Linked DNA regions of Macaca mulatta: region 2 is linked to region 1. A link is a contact called in public Hi-C data. All regions are on one chromosome and are shown on one strand. The core of a region is the stretch at or near the end of the contact, and the rest is flanking DNA. Distances in the headings are between cores, read along the strand shown. Region 1 holds the start of TGFB2 (transforming growth factor beta 2). Region 2 holds the start of LOC114677745 (a long non-coding RNA gene).

Region 1 (7,783 bases), core at 3,090-5,589:
TGGTAGAATAAATCGAGATGATTATTTACTTTCTTCCGTTGCCTAGCTTGGAGATTCCACTCTTTATTAACACAAACTGCTTATTTCCCTTGCAAGGAGAATCCATGATAATACCTCACTTCTTTTTTCTCTGTTCTAACATCACACTGCTGCTGACTGAAGCTAGTAATGGATAGCTCAACACCATCATTTAAGCTAAATAAATGGGAAGTTTTGATGTCTCTAATTTAAGACCACAAAAAATAAAGTACATACCATATACAATGGTCTAATCCACACTCCATTTAATTAAGATAAGTGTCTGACTATCCTCCTATTCAGTATTCTCATTTGAATATCCTTTGATCATAAAGATATTTTATTTTTGTTATTATTTTCTAAATGGTACTGTTAACAGAATTCAGTAACCCCAAACAAATACCAGGGCTCCTCAACAGGGGCATTACTGACATGGTGGCCAGGATAATTCTTTGGTGTTGGGAGGGGGCATTGCCCTGTGCATTATAGGATGGTTAGAAACATCCCTGGCTGACCCACTAAATACCAGTAGCACCCCTCCACCTCCAGTCATGACAACCCAAAGTGTCTCCGGACATTGCCAAATGTTCCAGTGGGAGTAGAGGTGGGGGGATGGCGGCAGTACGAAATCACCAGGGTTAGAACCACAACATGTGCTGACTGGTTACAGTGAAAAGGGGAGAGAAAAGAAAGACAATGAAACTTTGTGTCTCTTCCTCTTTTTGATTGTCCAACTCTCTACAGATTTTTACATGTCAATTATTTGAATTCTTCCTGTGTATAACTGAATCACCGTTTCTAAGTTTCTAAAACCTTGTGCAGCATCTTTCGAATAGATGTGCCTCGAACTTCAAATGGATTGTTAAACTACTAGAGGTCCACTAATTCCCAGTGGGCAAACTATCGGTAAACCTTAGCATAACTCCACTTTGAGTCTTAAACTAACAGCACGTGAAAAGATCAATACGAATAAATTCAAAACTAATCAGACTCCTTCTTTAAATGTTGACACAGTATTATTTATAGCCCATAAATACATTCTTGACTAAAATTCATCCTAGGAGATTGGCACCTGGCCAGTTCTATTCATATTTACTGTATTTATATAGTACACTTGGCCAAGGATAATATTTAAGACAAAATATGCCTGAGGGCATATACAATATCTCTTATATTTTTACTTTTAAATCTCCACATTGCTAAAAATATGTAGTCTGAACTTTATAAAATGTCCCACAAAGGGCTATCAGCAATCTGTAATGATATATAGCTCATTGAGTATAATTAGAGCATATTTGTAATACTTGAGCTGAAGTCACTCCCTGAACGCTAATAAGTTGGTGGTAAAAAATGAACCAGTGATCTTTCCCATGCCTTCATCTCTGGGGCTTATGACCCTCGCCAGATTCACTGCAAGGAATGGCAGGCACACTCCCTCCCCACAGCCACTTCAGTGACAGCTGAGTTAAAAGTTAGGCAGAAAAGTCCTAAAGAGGGAAAGCTAGTATATAAGCCAATACTGTACTTTCAATTTGCTTTTTAAAAATACGTTTTTTTCTTTTTTCTTTTTTGGAAAGGTTTGCTATATTCCAGTATAACTAGAAAGTGCTGGAAAATCAGTTAACCTATTTTCTATAAAATTATCCAGTCCTTGCACAGTAGTATCGAACCTGCTATTAATATGGCTTTCTGCTCCTAAACTTCCACACAGAATACAGACTTTTTAAAGCCTGTTTTCTTTGTATGAAAACTGGCAGCATATTTTATTTATCCTGGATGTATCGGAGGTTTTCATTTATTTGGTGGCTGGGGTGAAATGGAGAGGAGAATCCACACATTGATGTTAAATGCCATACTCTGAAATCCTCCTAATAATCTAGAAATTTTTCCAGTTTGTTGATGATCATGACCCCGGGTTAGACCATCTCAGCTCCTCAGACTGAAGTGTGTTTGAGAGAACAAAGAACTAATGCCCTCTTGGGTTACCTGCTCTCTCCACACCTATTCAGTAATGAGATCAGAGCTCCTTTCTGTGTTATAAAAGCACTGGGAGTTTATTAGACCTCTTGCATATAAACATTGAAAGATGAGCTATTCAGGTTCTACATAACATACTCTCCGCTCTGCCCAAATACCAGTAGAACCAATGCATGTGCTAGAGAAAGCAAACTGACTCAACTCCTTGTTTGTCTCAATGGTTCTGGACTAATTAATGAACTTTCTTTACTAATATCTCCTTGGCTCCACCCCAGATAGAAAACTTTACTTCTCAAAGGGGATACCCAGGGGTGGAGTGTATTTATCACCACTGTTATGGATAGCGCCATAATTACAATAATAAAATCATCCTGCTTGCCAGAATTCTCTGCATCTGTTCTGCTATTGAACAAGAACAAGAGAAGCTGCAGCAAAATAAAGGTCACTAGGAAGACTGGGGTTAGATACATGGGCTGACTTCCGAGACCATCAAGTACAAGACATGGCAGGTCACATAGCTAGCACTTGCCAAATTAAAAATAAATATTAAAAAAGAAAAGCACCACCCTGCAATTAGAACCTTTAAGATAAAATTACCAAGATGGCTGTATTATCTATTTAGGCAAGACACAGAGACTTTGCAAAGGCAGCCAGCAAGTATATAGGGCATGGAAAGGGGAGGAGAGAAATGAGCAACCAATGAAAAGTTTATGACTTGCGATTTGGAATACACAAATGTTGAAGAGGTTCCCCCCACCCCCCACCGCCCCTACTTTGCTTTTTCTTCTTCCTGGTATTTAACCCTCTCAGGTATCAGTGAATGATGCTGCCTCTTTTCTTTTCTTTCTTCTCTCTCTCTCTCTCTTTTTCACTCTGAAATAATTCTACACTGTCTCTTCCTTTCCTCTACAATAAATCATTTCACTCCTATTGCTACCGTATGCCAGCTGGTTTTGAGGACACTGTTCTCAGAGAAGCCAGTTTGCAAAAAAAAAAAAAACGGCTATCATCTACTCTGAGTTTTAGGAATGCATTGAAGTAAGTGCAGGAAGCCTACGAAAAGGCAAGAGCAGGATAAGAGACCCGTAAGAAAAAAGATCTGCTACACTGGAGATCTGAAGAAGGCAGGTTTGAGTGTATTCTGAAAAATAACGTGAACTAAAACCTTTTAAAACAGTCAGAAACGGAGTTGTCCTTTCTACACTCCAGGTGAAGCGAAAAGGGAACGTGGTTATAGGATTTTGCCTTTGGGTAATGAAACACCTAGTGATAGCAAACGACACATCAAGGACTGAGGGTTTCCAGGTAGGTTTCTCGAGGGGTCTCCAAACCGAGTTTTGTCTCGGCGATGCTGACATTTTTAGGGGAGTTAGAGACAATAGAGAAGACTTGGGGAACCAGTTGATAGGTCAGCACGGAAAGGGGGCGCTTTCCGGAGAGGCTAGCTTTGAGACACTTTTTTTTTTTTAACCCTTCGTGCACCAGTTCGGCGCGGTCCACGCCAATCGGAGCAAAGAAAACAAACCTACCAAGATTCCCCAGTTTAACTCTGCCCCTGGGAGCACCTCAGTTTGACAGAGTGGGGCTGACTCCTAGCTGGTGGCGGACTAAAGAACTTCAGTGAAGAGAAAAAGAGAATAACGCCTTTTAAAGCGCTGAATTGTTAGGGGGAAGGGAAAGATGGAGAAAATAAAGTACAAAGTAAACATTTTAAAGCCTAGTGGCCTCAGGCATACAACTGGAAAGGAGGTGGATGGGGCGAAGGACAGGAGAACGGGAAAAAAGCGAACGGGAACCGCGAGAGGGAAGGGCGATTCCGGGAGCTGCTGCGTTTTTGAGAGCTCCGGGCAGCGCTAAACCTCGGGGGATGGAAGTCAAAATGAGTACTTACTTTCGGAGGGGAAGAAGGGCGGCATGTCTATTTTGTAAACCTCCTTGGCGTAGTACTCCTCGTCGCTCCTCTCGCGCTCGCAGGCGGCCGCTCTCCGGCTCGCCTTCTCCTGGAGCAAGTCCCTGGTGCTGTTGTAGATGGAAATCACCTCCGGGGGGACTTCCTCGGGCTCAGGATAGTCTTCTGGGGGACTGGTGAGCTTCAGCTTGCTCAGGATCTGCCCGCGGATCGCCTCGATCCTCTTGCGCATGAACTGGTCCATATCGAGTGTGCTGCAGGTAGACAGGCTGAGCGCGACCGTGACCAGATGCAGGATCAGAAAAGCGCTCAGCACACAGTAGTGCATTTTTTAAAAAGGTGGAAAAAAAAAGTTGTTTTTAAAAGTCAGAAGAAAAAAAAATCAACAATTCTCAAAGTATAGATCAAGGAGAGTTGGGTTTTTTTTGTTTGTTTGTTTGTTTTGTTTTGTTTTTGATGCGACACTTTTGCAAGCAATCTAATCAATGCCCAATAGAAAAACGTATCTTGCTTGAATTCCTTAAAAAAAAAAAAAAAAAAAAAAAAAAAAAAAAAAAAAAAGGCTAGTAGTTCCAAAAGTGGAAATACTAATACGGGACGGGCAGAGGGAACCCTGACTTTGGAGAGTAAGAAAAAAAAAAATTCTTGGAGCAACGAGATGGGGAAAAAAAAAAGAGACGAGTGGCTATTAAGTAGAAATAAATTTAAGAGGAGGAAATGGAGTTCAGTGTGTCAGTCTCGGGTGCGGAGTGGCGGATCTGAACTCTGCTCCTCCGGCCAAAAGGGAAGAGATGAAAAAAGGTCCCGGGGCTGGCAGCTGGCGAACTGACGGGAGGGGCGCCGGGAGCGCGGTGAGGGGGGCCGCAGAGGCTGACCTGGGCTGAAATTTATATATTTAAAGAAGGAGCGGTTCGGCCCTGCCTTCCACTGCGGCGCTGAGAGCAGGAGCAGCAGCAGCTCCGGAGCAGAGAAGCGCACACGTGTGTGCGTGTGTGTGTGTGTGTGCGCGCGTGTGCGCGCGCTGGGGGCGAGCCCGGCGCGCCGCGGGGAGGAGGGTGCGCTTCGCACGGCGCTCGGGACTCGGTCGGGTGCCGCAGGGGCCGCAGAGGCTGCAGAGGCGGCGCGGATCCTGCTCCGGGAGCTGCGCGCCGTGGCCTACACCCGGGCGGGCGCGCGCTGACCCGCTTGGTTACTCCACGTTGCTGCCGCCGCCGCTTGCAAACGCTTCCAGCCTCCAGCTCCCTCCTTCTCCTGCTCCTCCTTCTCTTGCTCCAAACGCCAACCCAGCCACAGACGATCGGCCGTCGCGGTTCCGTTCACCCCCTGCGGATCACAATGGCAGCCCTTGCGACACCCTGGCTGGGGAGTTTTATTCCTGAGGGGGTTGCGCAGGGGCTCCCTTGGACTTCCACCCTTTCCCAACCTCTCCTGCCTTCTCCCCAACGTGGAATTGCTCGCTTAGGGTAGGTAGGCACTTGCCACCCTAAAATAGACCCTCTCTGCCTCCTCCTGTCTGCAGCCGAGCAGCCCCCTCAGTTTGTTCCTGGATGACTCCCTAGACCGTTAGGCTGATATTCTCCATCCACCTCCCCTGCCTCTTTCACTTGCGCTCTCGCTCTGCTGTCTTTCTCTTTCTATCTCTATCTGTCTCTCTCTTGTCAGGAGCTTCTGGAGCTCCGCTCGGAGCGAACCTTCTGCTGCCAGCAGATAACATCACGATCTTGCCGGAGAGGAGAGATTTATAAGTTCTCTCTGAACCACGTGTCTGCCTTCAACAAAGTGACGTGCTAGGATTACAGTCAGAAGTCCTCTCGTTACTTAGACCACGAGCTCTCCCCTAACCGTTGAGGGGGTGTGGAAATGAGGACCGCTGTGGGGAAGGGAGGAAGGCGGTGGAATGTGCGCCCTGACAATAGTGATTTACGGTATTTACTTTCTAGTCATTTTGGACAGGTCTGTTGAAGGACAATCAAGTTTCCCGTTTTTACTTAGTGGAACTCAGTCACAGCCTCCCAAACTGAATCACTTGCCCTAGAATGGAAGGCTTTCCTCCTGTATTATGTGTGCACACACACCCCTGTGGGAGGGAGCACCAGTCTACTCAGGGCCAGGCCAGTCCTGAAGACATACCTTCCAATCTTTTAAATTCATGTCCTACCTCTAATTTTCTGGGATGCCTTAACAGGTTGCCATCCTAGAGTTTATTTTGTTAGTTTGTTGTTTACAATATAGCCCTCTGTTTATGAACTGCTGGAAAACAGAGATCCATCAATTTTACCTAAAGAATAAGGTATATTTGTCTGTTTCACTGACTTGAATGGTCACCTTTATCATTTGCTGCCTAAGCCACTTCTTGTATGGCTTTCTCTTCACCTTCTTGCTAGGCTAAACATTATCAACCAACTTCATTCTTTCCACAGCATTAATCCAGGAAGCTGGAATTTTAGTGTTTGATGTCTACTGTTCTACACTATTCATAACTTGACATTTTCAATTTCAACCAAGTCTAAATTAGATGAATACAAGAAAAACTCTTACCACTGTTCCACTTTCCCTTTTTCTTTTATTTTACCTTTAGTTACTCAAAGTCAACATTTTCATTTCGGCATGACTCTGCAGCCATACTGACTAGACAGATGATTTAAATTGGAAACTCTGTTGAATTTACCCCCAAACCCAAGATCTCTATACTATTCCCAATTCAGATGTTCCCTAGTTCAGAAAAGTCACAAAGAACTTTCTATCACTTTTGAAATTTATACTTTAGATGTATATGGGGCCTAGATTATTAGTAGAGCATTGAATAAATAAAATAATAATAGCTAACATATCCTACACTTAGTAATTTGATGTGTGTTGTGTATGGTCATTTAATCTTCACAATAAACCTATAAAGTAGGTATTATTATCCATATTTGGCAGATGAGGAGACAGGTACAAAGAAGTTAAGTACTTTGTTCGAGACCACAGTAAGTGGTAGAGCTGGATTTTTGCAGTCAGGATCCACTATGTTCTTACCTACTATGTACTTGTGAGAAACAGTGGTCCCAGAATATGTTCTGACAAACAGGAATTCTGGGGTCAAACAAGTCTGGGAGATACTGGGTACTCTCCTGTCCTCTTAGATTCCTCATTCCGGAACATTTTCATGTTAAAGGCTCTGAAACTCGTGTAGAAGAGAAGACCTTTTCACTCTTTTAACCCAGCATTTTCCGAACTCCCTTGAATACAGAATTTTTTCCATTATCACACATTGAAAAACTCTGGAATAAAATAATTGGTCCAACTCACCATTTCTGAATAATTCTAAAAATTATGTATAAATCAGCACCAGCAGGTTCCTTTCCTTGACACCAGTTTTGAATTGAAGCAACTTGAAAGGAGTTAGAAACCAGCTACCATCCCAATAGCCCAAGGAAAAGATAATCAAGAGGTGCTACTGTCAGCCTAGTAGTTTCATCCAGTTAAGTCCTCCCTCTGAGATCAGTTTGAGAACTGCAGTAGGCTAGCTCTACAGATTGGACAAAAAGTGAATATTCCTACATCTGTGGCCATTATAGACACAGAGCAGGAGCTCCAAACCAGAGCTACTGAGTGAAGATGCTGCTGTGGAATATGGCTGGTTACCTGAGTTAGCTATCACCATATTTTGCTGAGGATATAGGTTCAGCTTCCCCACAAGCCAGTGAGCATCTTTCATGTTTACAGACAACCTTCTTGGTACAGATACTGATGCACCTTAAGTAGATTCAGATTAGAGTGCAGATAGAGTAGCAAGAGTCCATTTACATCACTTCTAGGAAAACGGCATCTAAACCATAAATTCTGATGGCCACCCCTCTTCCTTACATAGACATATACAGTTTTGTTCATAATACT
Region 2 (7,783 bases), core at 1,407-3,906, 1.2 Mb before region 1:
TTGCCCTTGATGATGAAAGAATTATCTTTACTGAAGTTGGAATGCTGTGTTGACACCAGCTCCCCTAGCACCAACCCTGGAAGATCAATTTCACGTCAAATTGTTTAGATTGATACTGAGACCACCTGGGCATCAGCTGTCAGGAAACTCAGGGCTTTGCTTAAACAGCAGGCAGCTATCAAAATAGGAGAGTGAAAGAGAGAGAGAAAGAGAAAAAGAGAGAGAGAAAAGAGAGAGGCTATCAGACTTAATACTGGCACATATTAGAGAGCTACAGAACTCTCCCAGGTCTGGTAATGTTGCTGCTACCATTTGTCAGGTGTACAATCGACCTGAGAATAGGGATAATGGGATCTTTGTAGGATCCTGAATCAACATTCTAAACAATTCAACCACTGTTCGCAGGTTAGAGCCATACCTCCCTGACCCTTCTCCCCTCTCTTCTCAAAGAAACCACTACTCCTCCCACCTCCCGGGAGCATTACATCAATGGGTACATTCACTTTTCCTCAATATGACAGCTGGTTAAGTGACACCATGAGATTCCCTCCTTAATAGCTCATGTATAGAAACAGCTGTTAGAATGATTTCTCATGTTGTTCAACCTTGTTTCCAGCATCGGAAGATTTAGGGTTTGGATTTTGTGCATGTTTGGAGAGACTTCCCTCTTTTGTTTTAAAATTTTTTAATGTTATTAAGAAAAAGTGAATGTGTTTTATGGTTTAAAAAATGAAGGGAGGATAATTTGCTTTTGAGATTTATAAAATAATCTTTTTAACCATTTTCATTTCGGTATTGAAAATGGCACATATCACATGTGCCTTCGTAATAACAGACAGGGAGGAAAATTTGGGCTCAGCTGTGATGAGCTGGTTTGTGACTGGAGATGTCCCAGCGCCCTCAGTCTTGCTGCAGCCCTCCTCTCCAGCCCGTACTCTCCCCGGCTCCATCTCCCTTTGCCTTTGCTTCTCACAAGCCCCTTGTCTCTTTTTAAAAACCACCAAGCCAGATCCACAACTCCCCTGAAAGAATTTGTTTCCCTCTCTATTAGCACTAGGAAGAAAATGGAAGTAACTCAAAGAGCAGTGTCAAATAAATAAGTAAAAATCTACCTTGTTGCTCACTAAAGCCAGTAGACTCTCATGGTGGAAGTCCAGGGATGTGATTATGGATTTGCAAAGGTGAAAAATCAGAACTATTGGACTGACAAATGAACTGTAGGAACGAAAATCATGGGTTTTTTTAGTTGTTCTGTGTATAGCTCAGAACGAATTTCCCAGAGACTTATTGGAAAATGTCTTTATTATAAAGTTTTTCAGACATCAAGAAGAACAGAAAAATGTCTTTCTTGACAGGGCTTAATTTCCAGAACACACTTATTTTTTGCTTCCCTTTAGGTTGCAATTCTGTCTCTTGCAAAGGGTACTAATTTTCTCAGTAGGAGAAACTGTGATATAGATGTTTAACCATGCTATCTTCCCAGTTACTTCCATGATGCATGAAACAGTTATAAGGAGGAAAGGTAATTGAAGTTTTTCTTTGTACATTTAAACATCATCGATGAACAAATATTATCTTCGGAATATACTTCATTGACTTGAATTCTCACCAAGGCACAAATTAGATCTATCTAAGAGAAGAAAGAAAAGTTGGAAGTACTGGATCTCATAAAATGTGCTGTGTATATGTACAACATTTTCCTGAGCCCAGCACTGTATCAGTTTGGGGACATATACAGTAATATGAAGTTTTTGTGGTCTTAATTATTGCATCATGAAAGGATTATTTGGCTCAGATCTGGGAGGCCCCAAAACAGTCCATCTTCACTGGAGAATTTACAGCAGTGCCTAGTAGTAAATTTAAATTCATTCATATAGGATTTGGTCCATATAGCCAAGTAGATCCTTCTAATGGAGCCACATTGTTAAATGTGCAAATTAACAACCTGATGCTGAGTCTAGAAATAGAATAGGTAAGAAAATTAATTCTGTAATATATCCACATGCTCACCTCATCTACACAATTGTTGAATGCTGACCATATTTAGTTAACGATGCAGAAAAATTGCCTTGAGAACTAGAGATCTAATTTTTCTTTTGTCTTGTGGTAAGCCCCCAGTTCTTTAGTATGAAATGTATGGGATTCATTTCTTTCTTTTTTCTTTTTTTCAGGTGTTAGTTGTCTCATCAGAAGGGGGACCCAAAATACTGTAGTTCCCTAGGTATTTGCTCACCATTCTCTGATGCACAAAAGGAAAGGGAATGAGGGAGAGGGAGATGGAAAGGGAAAAGGAGAGAGATTAATTCATTATTTAGATCCTTGGGAATCCCTTAGTGGTTTATTTGTTGTGCAGAGCCAGGAAACCAATCCATTCAAAACTTTCTCCTTGCTGGCAGATTTTTCAAAGCTGACGTTTCTCTGCTGACTGTGCACGTCCTCTTATCATGTGTTTGGTTTTTCAATATCTAGCCATTTCACAAAGAAAAGGACATTTATTTTCAATTAATAAACTACCCTGCAGTTATCCTTTGTTCATAGCCATGGAAATGCTTCTGTGTGTGCAGACGACAGCTTACACATTAAACAACTCTTTCTATCAGCTTCCCAAGCTGTCCCAGTTCCTGGCTATGTTTTCCAGGTTGCCTTCTTCCTGGCACGTTATGCCTGCTTACTGGCAGATCTGCAGAGAAACACCCACGTGGCCGTGGGCACATCACATTTCATGTTCATTTACAAACTGATAATTAATGTCTTTTATTCACCCGATGCCTTGAGAAGATTTTCATCATTGGTATCTGTAAATTAGGTGACTTACTTTCAGTAGACCTAATGTCTTCCCCTAGAAAGCATAATTATGCTTTGAAAAAAGCCATTCACTGATTTTAGTGAAATGAGTTGTTATTTTTGAAAACAGTTAGTGCTCTAATTCTCTTGTTATGGCAATCTGTGTTTGGAACTCCAGGACTGTGTGGATGCAGAATGAATTGTAAGATCCTGAGAGCAGCATTGGCTCTTTCTCATGTCTGTATTTTCATATTGAAAACAGATTTGAGAAAATTATGGCCTATGATGTCGATGCACAGATATAGGTGTAAATAAAGAGATGACCTAGAGAAGCATATTTAAGCTGGGCCGCAGTGATCCAGGGAAAATGTATGTCAGCTGGGAGCAGTGGCTCACGCCTGTAATCCCAGCACTCCACTGAGGTGGGTGGATCATGAGGTCAGGAGTTCGAGACCAGCCTGGTCCAGATGGTGAAACTCTGTCTCTACTAAAAAATACAAAAATTAGTCGGGTGTGGTGGCGGGCGCCTGTAATCCCAGCTACTCAGGAGGCTGAGGCAGGAGAATTGCTTGAACCCAGGAGGCGGAGTTTGCAGTGAGCCAAGATAGTGCCACTGCACTCTAGCCTGGGCGACAGAGCAAGACTCCGTCTCAAGAAAAAAAGAAAAAAAAAAAGAATATATATGTCATTCTCACTATTCCTTCTGCTGCTTCCTTTAAGTTTTTCCCATTCGTTCTAACTCAGCAAGCCAAAATACAACATTCTTTCATTTCTATTGTCCTGAGAAAAATGGTTAAAGGACTGAACTAAGATTAGAACACATATAAAAATCAACCTTGATGCTTACAAAAATAAAGCAAGACTCTAATTCTGAAATCTCTGCCAGTGTGAATATAGTGGATGCTACTTGTTTGAGTTAAATATCAAATTTTCCTCCAGGCTGTTCACAGTTCCTTTCTCCAAAATACTTTGTGGGAGGTGGAGATTTTCCCAGCACAACTGTTCCAACAACATTCTCAACAGAAACAATACATGATCATTATACAAAGTTCACCAAATACAGAAATGTACAAATATGAAAATGAAAATTGCCATATCCCAACCATTCGTGAATCACTGAAACATTGTACTGCATGTCATTCCAGTTTTATTCTGTAGATGAATGTGACTACCAATCCATCCATCCTTTATTATTTATTCTAACTAGCATACTACGCACAGGTTTTTTTTAGCTTAATTTATTTCCCTAAGCAATATATACATTTGCCTTATCATTTCGATGACTCTGTAGTATTCCAGTATATTCCTACATCATCATTAACTTAATTATAATTACTACTCATAATTAACTAATTCCCTATAATTAACCAATCCCCAATCAGCTGATCTGGATGGTTTCCAACATTAATATATTTTTAATACTTGTTTAAAATATTGAAGATAAGGCTAGACAACACAAGCAGGAATAGAAAAAATTATTTTGTCTGAATCAGAGCCTCAGATTCATTTATAATTTGATGGGATGTTGTCTTAGTCTGTTCTCACGCTGCTAATAAAGACATACCTGAGACTGGGTAATTTATAAAGGAAAAAGGTTTAACTGACTCATGGTTTCACATTGCTGGGGAGGCCTCACAGTCATGGCGGAAGGTGAATGGAGAGCAAAGTCATGTCTTACATGGTGGCAGGCAAGAGTGCTATTGCAGAAAAACTCCCATTTATAAAACCATTAGATGTAGGGAGACTTATTCAGGACCATGAGAACAGTATGGGGGAAACTGCCATAATGATTCAATTATTTCCACCTGGCCCTGCCCTTGACACCTGGGGATTATTACAATTCATGGAGAGATTTGGGTGAGGACACAGCCAAACCATATCAGATGTTTATATACTAAAAATTAAATATTATACTAGTTTAAAACTTATGAAGTTCTTCCATACAAGTTGGTAGACTTATTGTATATAAATTAGGGATTATAGACAAACCATATCTATTATCTAGATATTAAGTACCTTTATTAAAATATAGGTATAACATTTATAAATGATATCATAAGGAACAAAGGGGCTAAGTGATACTGTCCCAGTTACACAGTGAATATTTTGGAAAAACAAGCTAGAAATCATAGTCTCAGAGCCTACATCTATGTTCAGACACTCAGAAATCCACTTGAAGGGGTTGAAGTCTATGATTGCCATTAAGATTCATTTTGGGGTCTAGCGATCTATTTTTCAATGTTCTGTATTTGATGTTTTTCAAATTGCAAATGGCAGTTCATACTTTTTAAAAAAATAAATGTACTAATAGAAAATAAAGGTGTAAAGGACAAAACGACACATTTCAGGGCCACCATACATGGTTGGGAAAGTTCTGCATTGCAAAAGGGCGTAATAGTTCATGGGGTTCCTGTCATGGCAGACAGTGAAGATTTTTATATTTATTACAGTAATTTTTTAGTAGATGACAGTATATTATGACAATGTTCCAACAGATAGAAATAAAGTGTCTTGAGTAAGAGGTATCTTTAATTGGCAGCATCTCTGATTACTCTCCAAACCCATGTCCTTTCGTCACCTTCTTATATTGCTGAATCAATAATATCTGACAGAAATTGTCTAAGTCAACTGATGTCTTCAGTGGAGGTGTCCTGTCTCTTATACAACTTATGATGTGGAACTTGAAAGGCCTAATGGGATATAGTAGCTACTGATAGCTCATATTTCAAGCAACCATGGATATAAAATCATCAGAATTTTAATTTTTGCCATGTAATTCAGTGGAACATTTCTGTAATCGATGCTCATATTAATGTTAGAGAAAAGCATTGCCTCATCTTGAAATACTTTCTAAACTTTCAAAGAAAGGTTAAATTATATTCAAGATTTGTGTAGTGTTAGATTTTTTTTTTTTTGTTATGTTCTTTGAAAATGGTTGATCTATTGCTTATATGTGCAATGAGTCTTTGTTTGTTTGTTTGTTGGTTGGTTGGTTGGCTGGTTTTTGATACATGGTCTTGCTCTGTCACCCAGGCTGGAGTGCAGTGATATGATCTTGGCTCACTGCAACCCCTGCCTCTCAGGCTCAAGCGACTTCCCACCTCAGCCTCTCAAGTAGCTGGGACTACAAGCATGTACACCGCCACATCCGGCTAATTGTTGTATTTTTTTGTACAGATAGGGTTTTGTCATATTGCCCAGGCTGGTCGCGAACTCCTTGGGCTCAAGCAATCAGCCCACCTTAGCCTCCCAAAGAGCTGAAATTACAGGTGTGAGCCATTGTGCCCAGCCTGTGCAAGAGTCTTTATTGGAATAAATTAAATTACGTATTTATATGGGGCTTCAAAACATCTTCCCATAACCTTGGTATTTGATCTTTGCAACTGGCAACAATATGAGGCAGGAAGTGTCAGTTTCCCAGTTTCCCTGTAGAGGAAGAAACATTGGCTTAGTGCTGTGGTTTGAATGTCCTCTCCAAAACTCATGTTGAAACTTAATCCCCAATGTGGCAATATTAAGAGGTGGGCCTTTAAGAGGTGATTGGTTATGAGGGCTTGGCCTTCATGGATGGATTAATCCATTCTTGAATTAATGGGTTAATGGATTAATGAGTTATCATGGGAAGGGAACCGGTGACTTATAAGAAGAGGAAGAGAGTCCTGAGTGGGACATGGGAGCACCCTCAGCCCCCTCTCCATGGGATACCCTGTGGGTCACTTCAGAGTCCCCACCAGCAAGAAGGCTCTTTCTCACCAGATGTGTTCCCCCACCCAACCTTGGATGTCTTAGTCTCCAGCACTGTAAGACATAAATCTTGTTTCTTATAAATTATCCAAATTGAGATATTCTCTTATAAACATTCAAAAACAGAACAAAGACATTTTGAGAGGACGAGTATCCTGCCCAAGGCCCCGTCATCACAAAGATGTAGGGCCAGTTGGGTACTCAGTCATAGGGCCCCACAGTGCTTTAGAGGGGAAATAATAAGAAACCACCATTTTCTGACCACCCTAGTTAAATGGGGATTTCCTCTGCTTTGGGTACTATAAAAGATACCAGCACAGCTCATGGGATTAATGTCCTCTTCTCTGTTAGAGGAGTCCCTTGCTGTGATTCTCTTGGATACATTTTAGAACTTTCTTCCATGTTTCTCAAACGCGGCGGGAACACATTTGCTTCCACTTTCTGCTCTGTCCCCCGATCTCTCACACACATTTGATAGGCTGGATGAGTCTACTAATGATTTTAGTGACTGATATGCAATCTAATAGAACAACAGACTATTAATTAACATCAATAAATAATGTACTTTGGTTCAAGTTTACAGTTACAGCCAGCACTTTACAGTTTACAAAAATGTTTTCCTTCATTAACGTCTAAAAATAATCTCCTGTAGTTGGATTGGGTAGACCTGACTTTAGTTAAAGAAGCCTCATGATTTTAGATTTCTGGAGTGGGGAGAGGGACATATACTTTAGAATAAAACCATTTCAGTAAGGTGTGATGAAATGAAACTCAGGTCATGGTGTTTAGTTAACATCTCAGGAACACCACCACCAACGAAAAGCAAAGCCTTTTTCCTTTTAAATTAAATAATGAACAGTTGGATATTTTTGTTAGGAGCTGGTGGGTTAGGTAACTGCACTGATTTACATTTTAGAATTATAGGCTAAAGACTAATTAACTGGCTAGAGCATAGGCAGTGGACCGTGGCAGTCTGCAAAGATTAACAAATTAATTAGTTATTTCCATCCATTACAATTTTATTCTTTTCTGGGAAATGAGCGGCCTGTTTATTTCAGCCTTTAAAAGTTTCAGAGCAGGGCTGTTCATTCAGCTTTCTGAATGGCTGAATAGAACAATAGGATTGTGTAACAACTGGGACACGTCAGTGCCTTCGTCAGGGGATAATGTAAGCTATAGAAAGCCCTTTTCATCTTTTAGCAAGGGCCCATTATTCCTATGTATCTCTCTTCTCTGCTTTATGAAAAGGTTTGTA

The links. A called contact is a pair of places that touch in the nucleus more often than the background predicts.
Region 2: a contact with region 1 is called in a Hi-C map of fetal cortex germinal zone, with 4 times the contacts expected there. The contact joins the enhancer-like site here to the promoter of TGFB2 in region 1. A contact is called at or near these places in 4 of 14 Hi-C or Micro-C datasets (fetal cortex germinal zone, fetal cortical plate, fibroblasts and 1 more).

What each region holds. Positions count from the first base shown.
Region 1 is chr1:76,069,837-76,077,619 of T2T-MMU8v2.0, reverse strand. TGFB2 (transforming growth factor beta 2) reads right to left here and starts at 4,339. Exons shown (of 7, transcript NM_001266518.1): 1 at 3,887-4,339. The coding sequence starts at 4,232.
Region 2 is chr1:77,317,409-77,325,191 of T2T-MMU8v2.0, reverse strand. LOC114677745 (a long non-coding RNA gene) reads left to right here and starts at 6,408. Exons shown (of 5, transcript XR_013411028.1): 1 at 6,408-6,584. LOC144337643 (a long non-coding RNA gene) reads right to left here. Exons shown (of 3, transcript XR_013411025.1): 3 at 4,836-6,210. Within about 2 kb of position 2,656, at least 4 of the 40 cell types and tissues checked have an H3K27ac peak or open chromatin away from gene starts, as enhancers often do. A contact at or near this core is called in fetal cortex germinal zone and fetal cortical plate, where this site is marked.